Linked DNA regions of Oryctolagus cuniculus: region 1 is linked to region 2. Evidence: chromatin contacts called from public Hi-C data. All regions are on one chromosome and are shown on one strand. The core of a region is the stretch at or near the end of the contact, and the rest is flanking DNA. Distances in the headings are between cores, read along the strand shown. Region 1 has its middle 240 kb from the start of BCL11A. Region 2 holds the start of BCL11A (BCL11 transcription factor A).

Region 1 (6,789 bases), core at 1,980-4,479, 240 kb before region 2:
CCTTTGTGTACAGAGGAGGACAGATAGTGTCCAGGTTTCCTTTCCCTGGTAAAGGTCTGGACTCCTGCGGCAAGTGTTGCGGTGATGCCTGTACACCGGCATCCCAACTGAGCACTGGTTCAAGTCCAGGCTGCTCTACTTCCAGCCAACTCCCTGTTAATGTGCCTTGGAAAGCAGCAAATGATAGCTCAAGTACTTGGGCTCCTATATGCACATGGAGACCTGGATGGAGTTCCAGACTCCTGGCTTTGCCTTGGCCCAGCCTTGGCCATTGCAGCCATTTGGAGAATGAACCAGCAGGTCAAAGATATTCTCTCTCTCTCTCTCTCTCTCTCTCTCTCTCTCTGCCTCTGCCTCCCAAATAAATAAATCTTTAAAAAATTTTAAAAATAAACTAGCCATGCTTGAAGAACCCTAGGACCCTAACTTTGAATCCAGTCTTCTGACAGTTGGCCTCATTCCTGACTTTTTACTTCCAATATTTTCTTCCCTTTGCCTAGAATACTCTGTGTTGTCTTAGGTCTCTCTGCAGCTCCTACCTGTGTCCATATTATTTCCCAAATCTTCCATTACTGTTTTCTTGGTTATGAATTCCTAAAAAAAGAGGTAAGCAAAACTTTTCCCTCAAAAAAGGATACTTTCAACCAACACTCCTTCACCATTTTCACACAAAACTCAACTTAAAAATTGAATCCATTTTGGAATTCATCTTTGAGTTTTAAGCTCATGCCAATCACATCTGTGCTCTTTACAAGCGGATGGCCAGCCTTCCCCTTTCAAATCCTGTACCCAAAAACATTCTCTCCCTGTCACCTCACTGCTGACTCTCTGCAAATCATCCTGTGGTCCCATGTAGGACAAATAAATTTTAGTGTCTTATGCTTGGGGTTTATAACTGAAAATAGATTGGTCATCAGAAAAAATGTGTTTGATACAAATATATATTTATATGTGTGTATGATACTATAGATATGATAAAATATGAGTCGCTTTAAACTTAATAGGATAATTGGTAAAAGAAAACAACTTCTGCCCAAGCATTCAAATATCTTTAGGATGAAACAATTGTCTCATGGGTGATAATTCTACTCAAAACCCTAATTAGGAGTCAGACGTTTACCCTAACAGTTAGAATGTTGGTTGGGACAACTGTGCCTTGAATCAAAGCACCTAGGTTCAGTTCTAGCTTTGGCTCCTGATTCCAGCTTCCTGCTGATGCAGACCCTGGGAGGCAGCAAGTGATGGCTCAAGTGGGTGGATCCTTGCCACCCACGTGAGAGACTTAGATTGAGTCCTGAGTTTCTGGCTCCAGTCCCAGCCTTTGTGGACATTTGGAGAGTGAACCAGCAAATGGGAGAGCTCTCACTCTCTCACTCACTCTCTCTCTTTCTGTGTGTGTGAGTGTGTGTGTATACCTCTCAAATAGTTTTTTTTTTAACTTTTTAATATCCTAGCTATACTTCTCCATCTGTATACCATTAAATCCTGTTTCATACTCACCTCAATCATCATCACCTATGATGTTACCATAGTTACAGGACTAACTGTGCCAGCGCTCTGCTGAACATATATGCCACGACTTTTAATCCTCACTAAAACCCCATGAAGTATATGACTTGTTATAATCTCCATTCTACAGATGAGGAATGCAAGACCTGCAGAGGTTTGGTGACTTGCCAGTTTCCATTATCTAACAAGTGATAGAGCAAAGATTGGAAAACGAGCTTGTCCAACTCTAGAACCTACCCGGGTTACTGCTGCCATTCTGGAAGATTCCACAGAGGGTTGGTGTGTTGAACCTGGCCACAGGCCAGGAATCTGGGGTCTTCAGCCAGGCTGCTCACCAAGAGGCTCCTGAGTCACCAGTATTGCAGAACTCGAAGCTTTGCTCCTCAGCTTTTGAGGGATATAAAAATGATTCCTCACATGCACAGAGACTGATCCAACCACTGCTTCATGAAAAACGCAAAATTCTCATGTCATTCAGACTTCTTGAAGAAATTTGATTAGGAAATGAAGTCACTTTTTCTGTCTTCCCTGCCATTTTTAGCTACTGATGAATGTAGAGTCCTAAGGGTTGGAAAGACTTAAGGAAATCAATTAGTCATGTTAACCCTTATGAAAAGCTTGCTGTAAGAGGGGACTGTGGCTCAGGATCTCCTATGGAACTAGTCAATGGTTACAGGTCATGGGTGCCAGCTCTGTCAGGGGTGGACTCTCTTGCTACCATGATCTTTAACATTTCCTAACTGCTCCTGGTCCGAGAGACACCGTGGTACACTCCTGTAACAGCGCCTGGATCTGGAGGGAAGGCAAAGAGCAGGGTTGGCTACCAGAGCCACGGAACAACATTGGGTATAAATGGCACCCTCCCCCACCACCTCCCAGACATGCAGATCAGCCACCCCCAGCTTTGTCCTCTTGAGAAGAACGCCCCTTGTCTCTCAGGCCACAGTTGGTCAGGAGGATTAACCCCCCACCCCGCCAGCCCCCCACGCCAGCATTCCCCCGCTTCCAACAGTCCTTTGGGCAGACATGACTGACAAGAGGACCAAGGGCGATGATGTCACAAAGAGAGGGGCAGTGTGCCCTGTTAGACCATCTTTCACTCCAGCGGACTCGCCTTCACAGACAAATTGATTTGCAAAGGTTCAGGCTGCCAGCCCAGCCTGCTTTGCATACAGAACGCTCCCTGGTGACACAATAAAAAGTGGCCAGGCTAACAGAGGAGCACAGCGGGGTCTGGCCGGTTCAAAGTCCAAGCTCCACACCCCCTCACCTCAGTCTGGTTTGAAAGGTCATCGTGTGTCTGGGAAAATAGTCGCAGGATACAATCCTTTATTAAAGGTCACTATTTTTCAACGGCACTTAACACACACTTACACACAAATTGAGACTGGAGGAGGAAAAAAAAAAAAAAGCTGGGGGCTGCATCGCATTGTACGTTGTGCTTGCGAGATTTATGTCTTGTGGTCACCAGCAATAAACACACACTGCTTCGGTATCAGAGTTCACATTAATCCGCTGAGTCCTCCTCCCCTTGACATCAGCCTCCTCTTTGCCAGGCAAACTGGGGCAAATGGAGACTTTTATCTCTTTTGTTCCTTGCCCGTCATTTCCGTCTCTTGTTGTGAGTTGGTTTTCATTTTGTGTTTGAATTACGGTTGGTGTGGGTGTCGGTGCTGTGCTGCCACTCTCGGCGGCTCCTCGTCTTGCACCTCGCAGGAGGAAGTGTGCCTAGCATCTGAGGCAAGACCTTGTGCGTTCACCGCGCCCCAGATGCGGAGTGTGCACCTTAGGCCCCGAGAAGTGAAAGTCCAGTTTTTTTACGTGCTGCTTGTGAAAATCCAGGGCAGCACTGTGGCTAAGCCAGTGGCCATAGAGCCATCAAGGAGAGAGCCAGTGCTGCCTGTCTATTATGCCGCATATTTTATTTGAGTAAATACTTCCAAGACAAGCAAAAATAGCAATTGTATTTTCCTCCAGTAACAGACAGTTCCCAAAGAACGTGAACAATAGCAACCTCTGCATCCCTAACAAAAGAGATTATCAAAGAAGTCAGCCTGAGCCGGTAGATTAATTTAGGCAAGAATTACAAAAGAAAATATTTAGGGGAAATTCTATGAATTTCAAATAGCCAGTAAAATATATAATGTGGAGGATTCCACTCTGCTCCATAGCACATTTTTGCAAAGCTTTTGCCAGTGATAGATTTCTGAGCTATCAAAAGCACATTAATTTTTTCTGATTAAAACAGCTGTGAAAATATACAAGTGTAACTGTGAAAAATCCGGGGCTTATTGTAATACTTTAAGCAAAACAAGGATAAAAGATTTTTAAATACAGACTTGCCAAAAGTAAAATATCTAACACAGGGAGAGCTAATTCTGCGTGTGCGTCTAATATTTTGGCATAAATACTTTAATCCTCTTGTCCATCCCGTTGGCACCTCTTCTGCAGTTGACTTGTTAAGGGTGAGTTCCTTTGTAATGTCATCAGCACCTCTCCACACTTATTGACTGTGCTCTCATTAAAACGGCAAGATCACAAAACAGCAGAAGTGAGAAGAGGTAGGGAGACAGCTCCTCACTACAAAGGTATTCAGAAGGCACAGGAACCCAAAGGAGAAATGAAAAAACAAGGCAGAAGTGAAACCATCTGAGGAGGAGTAGGACGGGCACCCTTCTGGAGGTGGGCTGGGGTTTGGACACCCTGTTTCCATGTTTTATTTATCATGAAAAATACATAGGACATCACAAAAGCCAAGTTCAAGTTGTGTATCACGTCTTTCCAGAGTTATGGAAGGATAAGGCCCATGAATGAGAGACACACACACTCCCAGCTACACGTGCCTTGCTTTCTCTTTGCATAAAAATAAATCCTTTTTGGAGGAAGTTGTCAACTGAGTTAGGCTTGACTGGCACTGATCTCACTGAGGGCCTAAATTCTTCGTTTCTAATCTACTGCCTTGAAAGGTGTGACCTGATGCATAAAGTCGTTGTGTCTGCATGCTTGTCCCAAACCAGAGAGCCATGGGGGAGAATCACCCCAAATCTGTAGACAGCATAGAGACCGAGGAACGGAAAGGGTAGGCTCATTCCTCTCCTGCTCTGCGGCAGACTGTGTGTGCAGGACTGGGCTGTGTACCACATGGGCCCTCTACTGGCTCCCATTCAAAGAGGAGCTCTGGGATTGGGGGCGCTGGGTCAGACGGGGAGGTGGCCAAGAGCCCAGACCCAGCTTCCACTGCCTCTGAAGCAATGACTCTCCTGCAGGCAAGCCCCACTGGCCCTCAAAGCTGTTCAGAGGGAACTCTGCAGCCCCCACCGTCAACACAAGCATCTGGATCCCAACCCAGAGCCAGCCCCGAAGTGTTCCGAGGCAGCACGTGGCCATGCGAGCTGTCTGGGGCTCAGCGGCAGCAACACATCGTCTCTGCAAGGGAGGCTTTTAGCACAGCAAAGGATGAAGAGCCTGGTTCAGAAGGGCTTGGGGTGGGCCCTCTCTTCTCTGCCCCCCTCCCCCCACTGTGGAGCTCTCTGTGCTCCCACCTCTCCTCCCCCCACTGCAGCCTCCAGCCCCTGCCTCTCTCTGGCAGGTGATTCATGCCAGGCCTAAATTTGGGTCTCTAAGGGCTACCCCCAGTGCTAAGGGCAGAGAGGTAGAAGCAAAGGCACCTCTGCTACCAGATGTGGCCAGAGGCCAGCAGATCCCAGGCTGTGCTGAGTGTGCTCTGGTCCCTGGGGAACTGGGTGCTCTGTCCCACCCTGGATGGGGTGCTGAGGGCAACAGGGTGCACCCCAGCCAGGACCACACCCTCACCACAGTCTTGGGGTTTGAGAATGCTCTGCATCCCCTGGGGGCTCCTGACAGCTTTTTGCAAAGCACAGTGGTGCCCTGACTCTGCGTCCTGCCCCAGCCTCCTGTGCAGGAAGGACCCTGTGTCCTGCCCCAGCCTCCTGACATCATCCCCGGACACCAGTGGGCAGGTGCCTTTCAGGGAACTCTCATCTCTCACTGACTGCAAGAAGTACTGGGACTGGCGCCTATAATTGCCCTTCCAGGTGGATAGAATCCACCTGACACAAAGACCTTCCATGGAACAGCGAAGCTTCAGCTGAAAAATTGAGTGTCACTTCTTAAAATTCTTTAAACTTATTTTCTTTCATTTTATTTGAAAGGCAGAGAATGAGAGAGGGAAGGAGAGCAAGAGAGCGAGAGCAAGCGAGCGAGAGAGAGAGAGATCTTCCACCTGCTGGTTTACTGCCCAAATGCCCACAACAGCCTAGACTGGGCCAGGTTGAAACCAAAAGCCTGGATCTCAATCCAGGTCTCCATGTGGGTGACAGGAACCCACGTACTTGAGCCATTACCTGTTGCCTCTGTTGTACACATGCAGGAAACTAGAATCAGAAACAGATCCAGGACTTAAACCCGGCATCTGACCTGGGAGGCAAGCATCCCAAGCAGTGTCTAAACTGCTATAGCAACACCTGCCCCAAGTGTCATTTTTCTTGGAGGCTCATGGGACCGGAAGACTTTCATCTTTTCCTGTTTTTGCAGGCCCCAGAATGAGACATCCCAGGTATTTTCTTACCATTGCCTTTTTAAACCCATTATTTTTACGTGAGAGTTTGTCTATGTGTTCATGCAAATGACATGAGAGGCAGATACTGATTCGGTCATCATAGGGGCCCAGGGGTTCACAAGCCCTGAAGACAGGCAGCTGCTTGTCAGTGTCTCCAGTACGACAGGTCTGCGAGAGCTGGGCTCTCTGTCCACTGCTCAGCCCCAGTACCTGAAATGGGGCTGTTCCATCGTCCACGTGCAAGAAGTGCTTGTAGAGCGATTTTACGGGTCAGAAGCCACGAGGTGGACTGAGGGGTTTCTGGCATTTCTTCGCCACCCCTCTCTACTCTGGTTAAAGAAAAAAATGCCTGGGGAGGAGAGCAACAAGATCCTCTCTGCTTACGGAGCCTTTTTCTTGTGGTCCTTCGAGAGGAGGACAAGACGGTACATACATGTGCGTGTGCGCATGAACACACGTGTCTGTGCACACCGGGTCGGAGGTTGGCCTCTGTAGGTGGGTTTCTTTCCCTTTACTGTGCCTCATCTGATCCCTCCCTCCCGAGCCGCCTGGGTCATGCACCTGAGCTCTGTTATAATAGTAATTACAATGGTTTTGACAGCCTTAGGAGTATAGTTCAGAAAGCAGCTGTCACAGAAATTAGCAAGTTTTGCCAACAGCTCAGCTCCAAGGTGATGGGAGCCTAAGCCAGGACAGAAGGG
Region 2 (5,896 bases), core at 967-3,466:
GCATCAAAAACTAGAATAAGAGTCATGAATGGGGGGGGGGGGGGGAGGGTCGATGCGGGCCCTCTCACGCCTTTCTCTCCCTGGAGAACAAACTTTCCCAAGTGCCCACCGCTCGCCATTCCAGGCGCGCTCGTCCGGACAGCCACTGCAGCCACCACCCCTTATATAGACTCTCAAGGACCTCTGACCGAGCCAGGCCCAGGGTAAAGGACAAGAATACTGGAGTGGGGTGCGTGGGGTGTCAGGAACCAGCGCTCCCAAAATGCATACACACTTCTCTGCGTGCCCCCCACACACCCTTACCTGGCCTGGCCGCAGTCTGAAGCTGTGGGCAGCTGGCGGGGGGGGTGGGGGGGAGCACGTGGTGACCTCCTCGCCGTCCAGAGCCGTGGACAAGAGGAGTCTGAGAGTACCCTGGGCCGAGGGGAGGGGGCGCGAACGTGCTTCTACAGCTGCTTTGCAAAATAAAAAAAAAAAAAAATGCTTTCCAAAGCCGAGTTCCACCCAGCAGATCTCCCAGCCTGCGAGGTTGGGATGGAGCCCTGGGCATTGTGCTGGGGCGGACTCAGACCGCGGGCCAGGCTGGCGCGGGAGTCGCAGCGCGGCCTGCTGCTGTGCCCCGCGGGTGGGCGGCGGGCGCCCGGTGGGCGATCCCGGGCTGGGCTGGGCGCGGCGAGGTCGGGCAAGGCCCGGGCGAGGCCGGGCCGCCGCGGCCGCCTGCTCCGGGGCTGCCGCGCCGCGCTCGGTCCTCTGTCTGTTTGTTGGCAGGAGGCTCCCGCACACGCGGTGCTTGTAAACATTCAGACACGAGATTTTTCCCAATCAAAATCCACTTCCACTTTTTTTGAAAATCTTCCAAAAAATAGTAAGAGGAGGGAGTTCCTCGCTCCCTCTCTGCGCCGCTGGCGCTCTAAGTTTGCAACTGAGAGGGTTTGGGGAAGGGGGTGTTTTTTTCCCTCAATCAGAGATTGCAAGATTTTTTGGGGGGGAGTCAAAGAGGAAAGCGTTGCAGGAGGACTGGCTGAGCGTCTGGCATCTATTTGGGGGCAAGAAACTACATTCTCTTTCCTTGTTTCTTTTTTTTTTTTTTTCTATTTTTTCTTTATTTTGTTTGTTTATTTTGCACGCCGCCTCGCTGCCTCTGGGGTTCGGCGGGGAGGGGCGGGCAGTGGCCACCCGGGCGGCGGTGGCCCGGGCTCGCTCTCTCCAGCTCCCGCGTGCCCCTGGCCGCCTCCTCCCCTGGCCCTTGCTCCTGCCCTTCGCCGGCGGCGGCGGCGCAGGAGGGCCAGCTCGAGGAGCCGGCACAAAAGGCAAGCGGGACAAACACCCACCTCAGGCCGGAACAAAAGGCGGCAGCGCCGGCCGCCTCCCCCGTGCTTCCCGGTCACCCCGTTCTCCCCGCGGCCGCGGCCCCTCTCCCGACTCGGCAGACTCTGGAGCTCCGGAGGCCCTTCGCTCAGTCCCACTTTCTCACTATTGTGGGGATGACTACTTTGCTCCCCGTGCACACTCGCCAGTGAGCGCGCCGGTGTGCAAGGGCCAGTCGCACTTCTCTCCCCAGGAATTGTTTGTGAGACTTGAACTCACTCGGACCCCTCCATTTTCCTGCGGCGAGTGGAAGCAACCCCCCTTTCCCCCCCCAGCTTCCACCTCCAGGTTTGCATATGAGTTGTCCGCATCCTTAGCATTGTTCATTATTTTTGCAAAACTGGGGAGTGGGGGGATCATTTCATTCCCTTTCGAAAAGAAATAAAGCGGCGGAAAGGAGGAGGAGTCCAATTTTTGTAAAATTAAATAAAATGTAAAAGGTATGTGCTACCTCAAAAGTGCACACACAGCTCTGTTTCGAGATCGGATGAGGGGTCCCCCCCCTTTTAATCTCTTTTACTCGACTCTCAGAGGTTTTTCTCGTGAAAAATTTAAAAATGCATGCACACACCCCTCTCTCCCCCTTGCTCTTGCTCCTCGTCCTGCGCACTCTCGTGATTATTAATAATTATTAATACTATTATTGGGTTACTTACGCGAGAATTCCCGTTTGCTTAAGTGCTGGGGTTTGCCTTGCTTGCGGCGAGACATGGTGAGCTGCGGGGCGGGCGGGCGGCGGCGGCGGCGGCGGCGGCGGCGGCGGGCGGACGACGGCTCGGTTCACATCGGGAGAGCCGGGTTAGAAAGAAGGAGACTCCAGAGAAAATATCTTCATCAGTGCCTTTTGACATCCAAAATAAATTAGAAATAATACAAAGATGGCGCAGGGAAGATGAATTGTGGGAGAGCCGTCATGGCTTTTTTTTTTTTAAAGCAAAAAAAAAAAAAAGAGAGAGAGAGAGAGAGAAGAGAGATAGAGGGAGAGAGAGAGAGAGATGAAAAAAATGGCAAAAGCCCCCCTGAGCTGCAAGTTCAAGTGCGGACGTGACGTCCCTGCGAACTTGAACGTCAGGAGTCTGGATGGACAGAGACACACAAAACATGGGCAGGGCGAGCAGGAGAGAAGGGGAGGAGGGAAGGGGAAGCTCACACCAATGGACACACATCAGGGGCTGGACATGAAAAAGAGACCAGGACAAGCCAATGGCCAGTGCGGGGCGGGGGAGGTGCGGGGCGGGGGGCTCTGCAGACGCCAGACGCGGCCCCTGGGGGAGGGGCGGGCAGAGGGGAGGGGGCTTTGGGGCCGCTGGCTCACCAGTGGCCACAGCGAGCGCCGCGGCGGTGGCGTGGCGGGGAGAGAAGAAAGGGGCGGCGGGGGTGGGAGGGAGGAGTAGGGGGGAGCAAGACGTGCGCCCTGCTCCCCCCCATACGCGGATCCCAAAAGAAAGATTATTTTTAAAAGAAAGAAAGAAAAAATAATAAAAGGAGTGCACCAGGAGGCTGCAGCCCGGGGCCGGGGAAGCGCGGGCGGAGGGAAGCCAGGTAGAGTTGCTCTCGGACACCCTCCTCCGTGCGCACACCCACTTCCCCTCCCCGCCGCCGCGCTCGCGCCCCGCGTGCAGACGCCCGGGGCCCCAGTGAAAGCCCCGAGCCCGCGGCTGCGCTCAGGAAACTTTGCCGAAGGAGAAGCTAGCAGAGAAAAATCACCCGAAGTTGAGAGCTGAGCCTCCAAGTTGGAGCTCCGCAGCGGGCGAGGGGAGACAAGAGGGAGCGCGCGGCGAGGCGTGATCCAGCCCAAGTTTAGAGGGTTGAGGGTCCGGAAGGGCAGCGCCCGGGCCTCCCTGGAGCCAGAGCAACCTAGAGAGAGGGAGCTGGGATGAGGGAGGCGGCGCAGGCCCGGGCCCGAGGGCCGAGAGGGCGCCCCCAAAGCCGAGCCTGGGATCAGGGATCTAAGCGCCCCAACAAGCGGCGGAGTCTGAATGTAACTGGAAGCACCGGGTCCCAGGCTTCCCCAGGGTCGCCGAAAGACAGAGAGAGAGGTCGAGGAATAAAGAACGCGGAGCCGGAGTCAGGGCTCGATCCAGCCCCGAGAGGGGGGCGCCGGGGGCTGGGGCGAGGGAGGCGCCTAGAGGTCCACCTCTCCGAGCGGCCGAGGGCCGAAGGACAAAGCGCGGGCAGTCCCGGGAGTCCCGGCCCCTGGGAAGCTGTTCCTGGGGCCGCAGGAGGTCCCCGACTCGGGTCCCGGGGAGGGACACACCCCCCTCCCACTCCAGAGCAACCGCGAACGCACAGAAGGGCGGAAAGAAAATGTTTCCTACGGGCAGAGCCCAACTGTTCCTGCGCTGTTACCCGGGGAAGGAAAAAATGGGGAAAGGAAAGCGAGCGGCCGGCTCCGCAGGAGCAGAGCGGAGGCCACGGCGGTGAGCTGACCGCCCCGGGGTCAGTGCCGGCGGCCGGGGCGCACAGCCCGCAGCCCGCAGCCCCCTCTCGCCCGTCTGTCCAGGTTCCCTGGAAATTAGGGGAAGACCTGTTGGAAATAAACCCCTGTCTCTTTAATGCACACAAGCACACACGCGCGCGCTGCCGCTGTCAAAAAGCGGGCTTCACTCTGGCGTGGGATACTTTCAGTTTTACGTAAAATGTACAGCAACAGCACCCCCTGCGATTGGAAAGTTTATTCAGAAACGTGCCTGCAAAGTCCCCGGGCGGCTCCCGCCTCCCAGCCTCCCCGCCTGCCTGCGCCACCCTGCCGCCGACGCCGCCGCCGCCGCCGGGGAGACTGCGCTGCCATCCCGAGCGGGAAGGGCCGGGTGCGGGGGGCGGACGTGCACCCGGGGCTGCGCGCTGCACTCAGGGCGCTGGGTGAGCCTGCCCGACCGCCAGTCGCCGCGCTGCAGGTGGACGTGCGTGAGTGTGGATCTGCGAGCCCGAGCCGCGCTCCCCTCTCGCGGCTGCACGGCCCCTTCGCGGGCCAAGGGGCGCGGTGTCCGCAAATTTCATCCGCCCGCCCGGGGCGGGGGGTGCCTCATTGTTTTAAGCCAGGGCCCCGGGCGTGCGCGCGCTCACCCACCGCCCAGCCCCGCCGGCCAGCGGCTGTTTAGCCCGGGGTCGTCTCAGCAAAGTTTCAGACCCATTCGAAAATGAGTGGCTGGCTCGCTCGCTCGGCGCAGCTTCGGGCCCCTCAGCAAGGCAGGGAGGGCTTAGATGCTCAACGTCGGGAGAGGGGCGGGCTGGCCTGGGTTCGTGGAAATGGGTCTGTTGTGGTTGTAATGGTCTCCCCCCTCCCAAGCCCCCTGCCCCGTTAAAGGGGGGGTGAGAAGCTCAAATTCTGTTTGGGAGCCAGGAAGATTCCCTTGCAGTTGAGCGCTGTAGCGTGTGCGTGACACCATTTCCCCTTTTCATCGAGTTCCTCGGAGCAGGTCAGCGCTCCGCCACCGCGGTCTGGTTTTTGTCGTGTTCAACCAGCCTCGGAGCCACCAACTGAATGAGTGTCCCCGCGGGGGAGGGGCGGGGCGGGTCGGCGGGGGTGGAGGGGGGGCTCTGAGGGAAGGTGAGGAGAGGGAGGAAGACAGTGCGACCGGGAGGAGGCCTTGGAGAATAAATAATGAAATCAAGGCTCCTGCAGGTAACAATAGTGAGCCGGATCCTCTCGGAACCGGGCTTTGCGGGTTTCAGGAGTGTCCCCATCCATCCGCAGCCGTCCACGGACGGGGAAGAAATCTAAGTGGACGACTTGGGTTGTGGAAATAAATACTAGATGCGCATGATTTATATAGAATGGCGTGTATAAAGCTTTTCAGGGTTGCCTGTAGTGTAAAAGGTAATGACTTTATTGCCTCTGAAAGGTTCTGTGGTTCACATTTAACAGTCTTCTGAATTACAATTCATTACACAATTGTGTGCTCTCTAAAACCGGCACCCTATCAGGGCCGCTATCTGTGGTTATTTCCAATAAATAACTGGCAACATTTTATTGATTTTCTTTTTAAAAAAATCATAGGAAATTAAGCACTTAGTTACAAGTAGGTCTGCTATGTTACTGCACTTGTTTCAGATTCCAGGGGGGGTTCCTTCCGAAACCACATCTTAAAACATACATTAAAAAGCCAGTTTTGCAGCTGCTTTCCCTGGGTGCCCATGCAGAGGGAAGCAGCATTAACATATATTTAATTTCGCCATCATAAAATGCCCAGGGTGGAATGGGAACTGCCCTCCACACCTGCCCCTCCCCCAGCCAGATTTCACCCAGACCTGGAACCCGGGGCATCGGCATTCGAGCACGGACCCTCCCTGGTCCCCACGCCCTTGCCCATCGGGAAGCCCCCTCCCTCATCGCCGCGGGATGCTCTCAGAAGAGCCCACGTGGGGGAGGGGAGATCTGTGTGTGTGTGTGTGTGTGTGTGTGTAAAGAAAATTTCTTAAAAAGTGTTGTTCTAGGAGATTTGAAAATATTACCTAAGTATTGATTAATGATGCAGGTGGTTTTGTGGACGGGGTGAAAGGTCACTGGAAACGCGTACACTTGGCT

Evidence for each region. Hi-C and Micro-C count contacts between places; a contact is called where the count stands out from the background.
Region 1: a Hi-C map of an unstated tissue shows a contact between it and region 2, with 3 times the contacts expected there. The contact joins the enhancer-like site here to the promoter of BCL11A in region 2. A contact is called at or near these places in 2 of 6 Hi-C or Micro-C datasets (liver and an unstated tissue).

Annotation. Positions count from the first base shown.
Region 1 is chr2:142,347,196-142,353,984 of mOryCun1.1, reverse strand. No RefSeq gene overlaps it. Among named protein-coding and RNA genes, the nearest start is that of BCL11A, 240 kb to the right of the region's middle. Within about 2 kb of position 3,229, at least 1 of the 8 cell types and tissues checked has an H3K27ac peak or open chromatin away from gene starts, as enhancers often do.
Region 2 is chr2:142,109,912-142,115,807 of mOryCun1.1, reverse strand. BCL11A (BCL11 transcription factor A) reads right to left here and starts at 2,216. Exons shown (of 4, transcript XM_051838573.2): 1 at 2,025-2,216. The coding sequence starts at 2,079.